Regions from separate parts of the Arachis hypogaea genome. Here region 1 is linked to region 2. Evidence: chromatin contacts called from public Hi-C data. All regions are on one chromosome and are shown on one strand. The core of a region is the stretch at or near the end of the contact, and the rest is flanking DNA. Distances in the headings are between cores, read along the strand shown. Region 1 holds the start of LOC112759011 (pentatricopeptide repeat-containing protein At1g79490, mitochondrial). Region 2 holds the start of LOC112758993 (dirigent protein 17).

The links. Hi-C and Micro-C count contacts between places; a contact is called where the count stands out from the background.
Region 1: a contact with region 2 is called in a Hi-C map of leaf, with 5 times the contacts expected there. The contact joins the promoter of LOC112759011 here to the promoter of LOC112758993 in region 2. A contact is called at or near these places in 3 of 8 Hi-C or Micro-C datasets (all in leaf).

Annotation. Positions count from the first base shown.
Region 1 is chr16:35,067,670-35,070,934 of arahy.Tifrunner.gnm2.J5K5, reverse strand. It overlaps LOC112759011 (pentatricopeptide repeat-containing protein At1g79490, mitochondrial), which reads left to right and starts at 1,586. Exons shown (of 4, transcript XM_072220208.1): 1 at 1,586-2,027; 2 at 2,161-2,297; 3 at 2,733-3,265.
Region 2 is chr16:34,806,779-34,810,194 of arahy.Tifrunner.gnm2.J5K5, reverse strand. It overlaps LOC112758993 (dirigent protein 17), which reads left to right and starts at 1,729. Exons shown (of 2, transcript XR_011874194.1): 1 at 1,729-2,790.

The DNA of each region.
Region 1 (3,265 bases), core at 337-2,836, 260 kb before region 2:
ATTGCTCGGCGGATACTGGGTAGTTAAAACCGATCTATTTCACAGACAAGATCAGTTATTATTTGCTTGCTGAGCTTATTGTTATTCTATTCATGATTTGGTTGCTGAGCTTATTGTTTGCTGAGCTTATTGGTTGCTGAGGATTTTTGTTGCTAAGCTTAATTTATTTGTTATTGGTTGTTGAGCTTATTGGTTGCTGGGGTTTATGTTCTATGTTACCGATGGAACAATCACAAAGTAATGCACAGCCACAAGATAATGCTGTTCAAGATTCTCAAACTGGTTCTTCTAGAGGTAAATCTGATGATTATGATTTTTGATGAGTTGCTTTGATTAAAGGAAAACTTGTTAGTAATTGTTTCTTTTGATAGTAGAACATTATGTGTTTGTCATTATGTGCGTTCTTGTTGTTTTTAGTTATGAACTTTGATATTTGAAGTTGTTTGTGAACTTCTAATATTAAATTATGGATAATTTATTATGTGAAATTTTGAATTTTATTAAATTAGAAATTATTGAATTTATCTATTTAAAATTATATATATGTTTTATAATAATTGTATTTAATATTTAATTAAACCGGTTGAATTTCGGTCGAACCGGTAAATCATTGAACCATTGACCTCACCGGTTTATTGACCAGTTCAGTTCTCACAACCTTGGTTAGATGCCAAAACCGCAAAAATTGAAAACCGGAGTTGAACTGCTAACCCGGCTAGTAACCAATCGGTCAAACCGAACCGGGATCCGGCCGGTTTTCTTATTTTGCCCAAAAATTGCCAAAATGCAGCAGTTTAGCATTATGATCCTTAACCAGTAACACCCCCAACCCTTACCAACCCTAACTCACTCCAGGTCTCCAACGGCGTAGCAGCAGCACACACTCTTTCCCTCGTCCCTCCCATCACCCTCGAGCTGGTCGTTCCTCTAAACGTGGTGAGCTCAGTCCCTCCCTTTCGTTCAGCCGTCGGACTGGTCCTGACGCCGTTGCAAGTTAGAGCTTCGAAGCTCACTCGGTCCCTCACTCCTGCTCGTGCAGCTAACGTCTCAGACTCTCAGCAATGGAAGCACAATCGCCAGGCTTGCCTCCTACCTCCATCGCGAAGCTCTCTTCCACCGTCGCCGGCGCAAGCTCTGTTCTATGCTTCATTGCTTCTAGCTTCTAGGTATTCTTTTAACAATAATTGTTGAATAGTCTGTGAACTTGTTATGGGTTGAATAATTGTTAATTAATTTGTGAATTACTAGGTTGAATAATAGGTTGAATAATTGTTGAATAATTGTTCTTAATTAATTTGTGAACTTTGCTGTTTTTTTTTCCTCCAACCCCCCTCTTTTATCTGGTGTATTTTATTTAATTTCTTGGTGAATATATGCATGAAAATGGTGACATGGCAAATCAAATCAGAATGATATCTTCTACTCTATGATCGGTAAATTATGAAACACAGAAACTGTTTGTATTGGTGACAATGTTCTGAAAATTGGACCGGACCGACCGATAGAACCAGTTCAATCGGGAACTGGCATGAAAAACGATCCGGTTCTCCTTCTAAAACCGCCTTCTTTAAACCGCTGAAATACCGTTAAACTGGCCAGTAACCGGCCTGTTGGACCGGACCAAAACCCCTCCTTCGATACACACCATCAACATCAAGCCCTAATCCCAGACCAAAAACCCCAGCTTCATCAACAGAACCGCCGCCGCCGTCCGTGGTTGTCGGTGTCTCTGCGGCCTCCTCCTTCCCCTGTCCCAAGCCTACATGGCCAGACCTTCTCTTCTAGCTCGGCACGTCGTCCATTCCCGCGGTGACTTCGCTATTCGAGGCTTCCAGCTGCTGCGCTGTCGTGTCTTCGTCGTCATCGTATTCGTCTGCTCAGCCGCTCTTCTGCTGCCGTCCGTCGCGCTTAGGCACAACAGTCCAACAGTCCAACCCCTCTCATTCACCAACAGTCCAACCCCTCCCCAATAGTCAGTCGTTGGTCTTCCTTTCGAATCCGAAGCCTCTCTCTTCGTCACCATGATGGTTCGCTTCACTCTTCTTCATCTACTTTCAGTTTCTCTGCATCCCTTTGCTTCAAAGATTTTCTTTTCTTTTCTGTTTAATTTTTTATTTTTCTGATTTGGATTTGTTCTGTTGTATTGCGATTTGTGTGTAGTGTTGTTGTAGCCGCAAGGAGATTACATAAATCGTCACAGAAAGTAATTTCTACTCCTTGGTATTCTTGCTCCTTGCGATCTATGCTCGTCCTGGGCATTCTCTGAAATCCTGAATCTGTTTGTTCATTATTTTTTCGTAAGTAATTTCTTGCGGATCTCTGTTTTGAGTTTTCTTAGGTTTTTCGAATTAATATAATTTAGTTTATTCATTCATTATCAGTTGTTGCTGATTGTTGGTGTTTGTTCTTGATAGTTCTGATTGTTGATTTTTGTTCACTGCTGATTTTGTTCTTTATTATCTTGACTTTGTTCACTGCTTAGTTCAATCATTATCCAAAGGTAAGCTTTTGTAATGGCTAATGAGTTTCTCTTCTGTATCAAATGCAAACTATTATCTATAATATACATAAGCATATTCCCAATCTAATAAGAAACAAGCATCATTTGTTTTATATTTCACCAATGAATGCTAATAGCAGTTTGGTTTATTGTCCCCTGTCACTCTTTAATAATAAAGAACAAACACCAATGAATCCAATATTCTTGTTTACATAAGCATCATTTGTTGCAGATGGAGCTTGTAGGGTTAGGGAGCTGAGGTTGCCACATTTGGATTTTGGGAATGCTTCTTTGAGGATCTTGTAATATATTTTGCTCATGACTATGATATCTTCTGCCTTGCATGAATTTGAAAAATTGATGTTTATTTGCTGTGCTGCTGTTTTTCATGCCGTTTTTGCATTCTTAAGTTTTGTGCTGCTTAATTTTTTGTATTTTCTGTGTTGTGCTTTGATTATTTAATTAAAAAATTGCTCCTAACAAAGTTATTTGTTAAAAGAGATGCTTGAGAGAAATGAATAAATCACCATTTGGGAGTGTGATCCAACAAAGTAGTAGTTGAAGGTTTTTGAATATAGCTGTTTTTTATTTTATTTTGATGATTAATAACAAATTTTAATGTCTTTGATATTTAGATATTTATTTAGTTTGTATTTTGATGAGATTGTAACACTTTGGTGATGTAATATTTTTAATTGGGATAACATTTTAAGATTTATGTTAGAATATAATTATGTTTTAGTATGTTTATTTATATTTTATTTA
Region 2 (3,416 bases), core at 480-2,979:
GCTCCGCCTCTCGTTGTCTTTCTAACTCCTGTTCCAACTGTTCCAAACGATCTTGGTGGCCATGGACCAACCCCATTAGCTCGGTTGCGTGGGGTGGCCGTTCCTTTCTTGACTCTCGTCCATCCGAGGAGTTTACCTTTAGATTTTTAAACCCAGAGGTGCCTTCTCGATGTTGATCGCTGGCCTCCTGGTGAGGAGTTGGGTTCGCATCGTTGTTTCCGGTGTCCAGGTTTTCCTGCTCGGAATCGGACGCCGTATGACCATCTTCCGGTGATTTGTCCGCCATTACTGGTTGATCTCTCGGGTCCCCGGCAACGGCGCCAATGTTACGATGGGTAACCGGAGATTATTGGGCTGGACTCGCTGGGTTGGCCCAATCGTCTATGAGGGAAGCCTTCGGGCGGATTCGCGTCTTTAGGGCCTCCATCTGACTTGTGAATACGAGTAAATGGGGGTGGTACCTGCAAAGACACTCTGATGCCTAAGTCAGCAAGGGCGTGAGCAGATCTAGAGAGTATTGGGACTTAGAGATACCTGAGGAGTGTCAGTGTATTTATAGTGGTGAGCCAATAACCACCGTTGAAGTAGTTCCACTTTTTAAGGTGGATAACCGTCCCTTTATCTTAGGGAAGTTGGGATATGGTTCCTAGAAGTGGGTTGAGAGATCTTAGGGGCAGTTACTCATTTGAGTGAGTGTTTATCTGCCAGCTAATCTTCGTCATCGACTTCTTTAGAGTAAGTCGTAGTGAGAACCGACTTCTTTAGGGAAAGGTCGGTGTGGAATGAGGCTCAATCCTTTGGACTGGGTCTTTTCGTTTGGATCTGGACCTTAGTGTTGAAACAGAGTATGAACAAGAAGCAATAAGAAAAACTAAACTAACCGTAGTAACAACATGATCTTCGACAAATTCAATCAATTTGATAATAGATTTATGCATAAAACTTTATAAACATTATACGCAATGTATATTGAATCATTTTCAACAAATTACGGATTAATCATGAATATTAACTTTTTCCAATTAATTTGGACAAAAAAGGGGATCCATCCAAATAAAAATGATTACTCTGTTAAAAGAAGAATAACAAAATCAATTTATACAATAAAATTATTTTACAATAACAATGAAATGGAATAAAATATATTATATTCTTCACAATCATTTTTCTACTCAATTGCTATTAAGCATCTTTGATTTGAGTTTTAAATTTGATGTAAATAAATTCTTAATAATAAATTGATTTGGTCTAGAAGATATTTGTTAAGAAACTAACCATAGTTGTCCAAGTCAATTGTTGATGTAGAATTAAGAAAAATAGTAATACATATATATTGGTCCTATAGAAAATGTTCATTATACATTTATACTCCTATCCAAATAATAATGTTTCAAATATTACATTATAACAGTACTCATAATTTTGATAACCTTTTTAAGTACTAATTTAAATTATCAATAATAACCTCATGTGATGAGCCAATAAATTTAATTGATACATTAAAAATATTAAAATTTGAATCAAAAATCTTATAGATATTCAAACTCTATTTTTTATGGTTTACTCTGTTTATAAGGACATAGAATGTTCAATAATAATAATAATAATAATAATAATAATAATAATAATAAATAAGTTTTTAAAATTTATATATAATTAAATAAAATGTTATTAAATAATAATTTAATCAAATATAATAAATTATCAAACTATTTAACATCGCAAAAAGACAACATACATAATTGGACATGAGTTTTCAATTTTCTTTTTCGCTGAAGGCAAAAGGGCCTCAACCCAGGCCTAAGAATGGAAACAAACACCACTCCGCTCCATGACTGGAAAAAACCACCACACCGTTTGAAGCCTCGCAATTAGTGACCAAAACAAAAAAAAAAAAGCTTGGCAATCTTTCTCCGATTGCTAGCCTTGAGACTTGAGAGGTATTCGTCAATTCGATGAGTGAGATGATGGTTCTATCCTCTGTCGAACTCATTGCATGCCCTAAGCTTTCTTCCAATATTCTCAATTAGCCACAATGATGATCAATACTTGTCAAATCCAAATTACCAAATATATCTGCACTGAATTTCGATACGTCTTAGCTATAACTACGTCGTTTACTTATCCCTTCTCTTCCCCTCTTTTACTAGTGCAAACCTAATCCCCCTCCGGCGACTTTTTCTCATAGTTATCAAATCCGACTCTATCTGGCTGGTTCGACCGAAAATTCGGTCATCTGACCGAACCCAAATCACTCGTTGAACTGTCCATGCCACAGATCCAGTTGAACCCGGTTCGATCCGGTGGTTTTATGCGAACCTAGTGAACGGGCCGGTTAATCCAATTCGGTCCGGGTCAAGTTATTAATTTTTTTAATTTCTTTTTTCTGAAACGGCGTGTTTCAGACCCACCACCCCCCACCCCCTCTTTGAATAACCCTAACTCCCTAAGCCTCGTCTCTGGGTGGAACCACCCCCTCCCCAGCCAACCTCGTGCCCTCGTCTCTCTGTCTCTGCTCTCTCGAGGCAGTGGGCAGCCCATCGCCCTCACCTCGTCTCTCTCTCGAGCTCGGCGCCGGCAGCCCCTCACCCTCACCTCGTCTCTCCCCTCGTCGTAAGTTTGTCACTCACTCGGCGTCGTCAGTTCGTCACTCTCTGTCTCTGGATCTCTCACCTCGTTGCTCTCTGGTCTCTCACTGTGAGTCCGTGACCCTGCGTTCGCTTCGTCAGAACCAGTGAAGCAGCATCTGCTCCCTCGGGTGGTGGTGGCGGTCGTCGTCTTCTCAACCAGGTGAGATCAAGTTTTCGACCCTGTTCTTTCTCTAGTTCAATGTTGATTTCGGTGAACCTGATGGTTGTTGAATGTGGTTGTTGCTGTTTTACTTAGTTTTTAGAGTTGTTGCTGTTATTTCTCTGGTTCGATGCTAATTTTGGTGAACCTGAGCAAATTTTAGAGTTGTTGCTGTTCTTTCTGTTTGTTGAATGTTGGTTTTTTAGAGTTGTTGTTGCTGTTCTTTCTCTGATTCGATGCTAATTTTGCTGAACCTGAGCAAATTTTAGAGGAGTTGTTGTTCTTTCTGTTTGTTGAATGTTGGTTTTTTAGAGTTGTTGTTGCTGTTCTTTCTCTGATTCGATGCTAATTTTGCTGAACCTGAGCAAATTTTAGAGTTGTTGCTGTTCTTTCTGTTTGTTGAATGTTGGTTTTTTAGAGTTGTTGTTGCTGTTCTTTCTTTGATTCGATGCTAATTTTGCTGAACCTGAGCAAATTTTAGAGGAGTTGTTGTTCTTTCTGTTTGTTGAATGTTGGTTTTTTAGAGTTGTTGTTGCTGTTCTTTCTCTGATTCGATGCTAATTTTGCTGAACCTGAGCAAATTTTAGAGTTGTTGCCGTTCTTTCTATTTGTTGAATGTTGGTTTT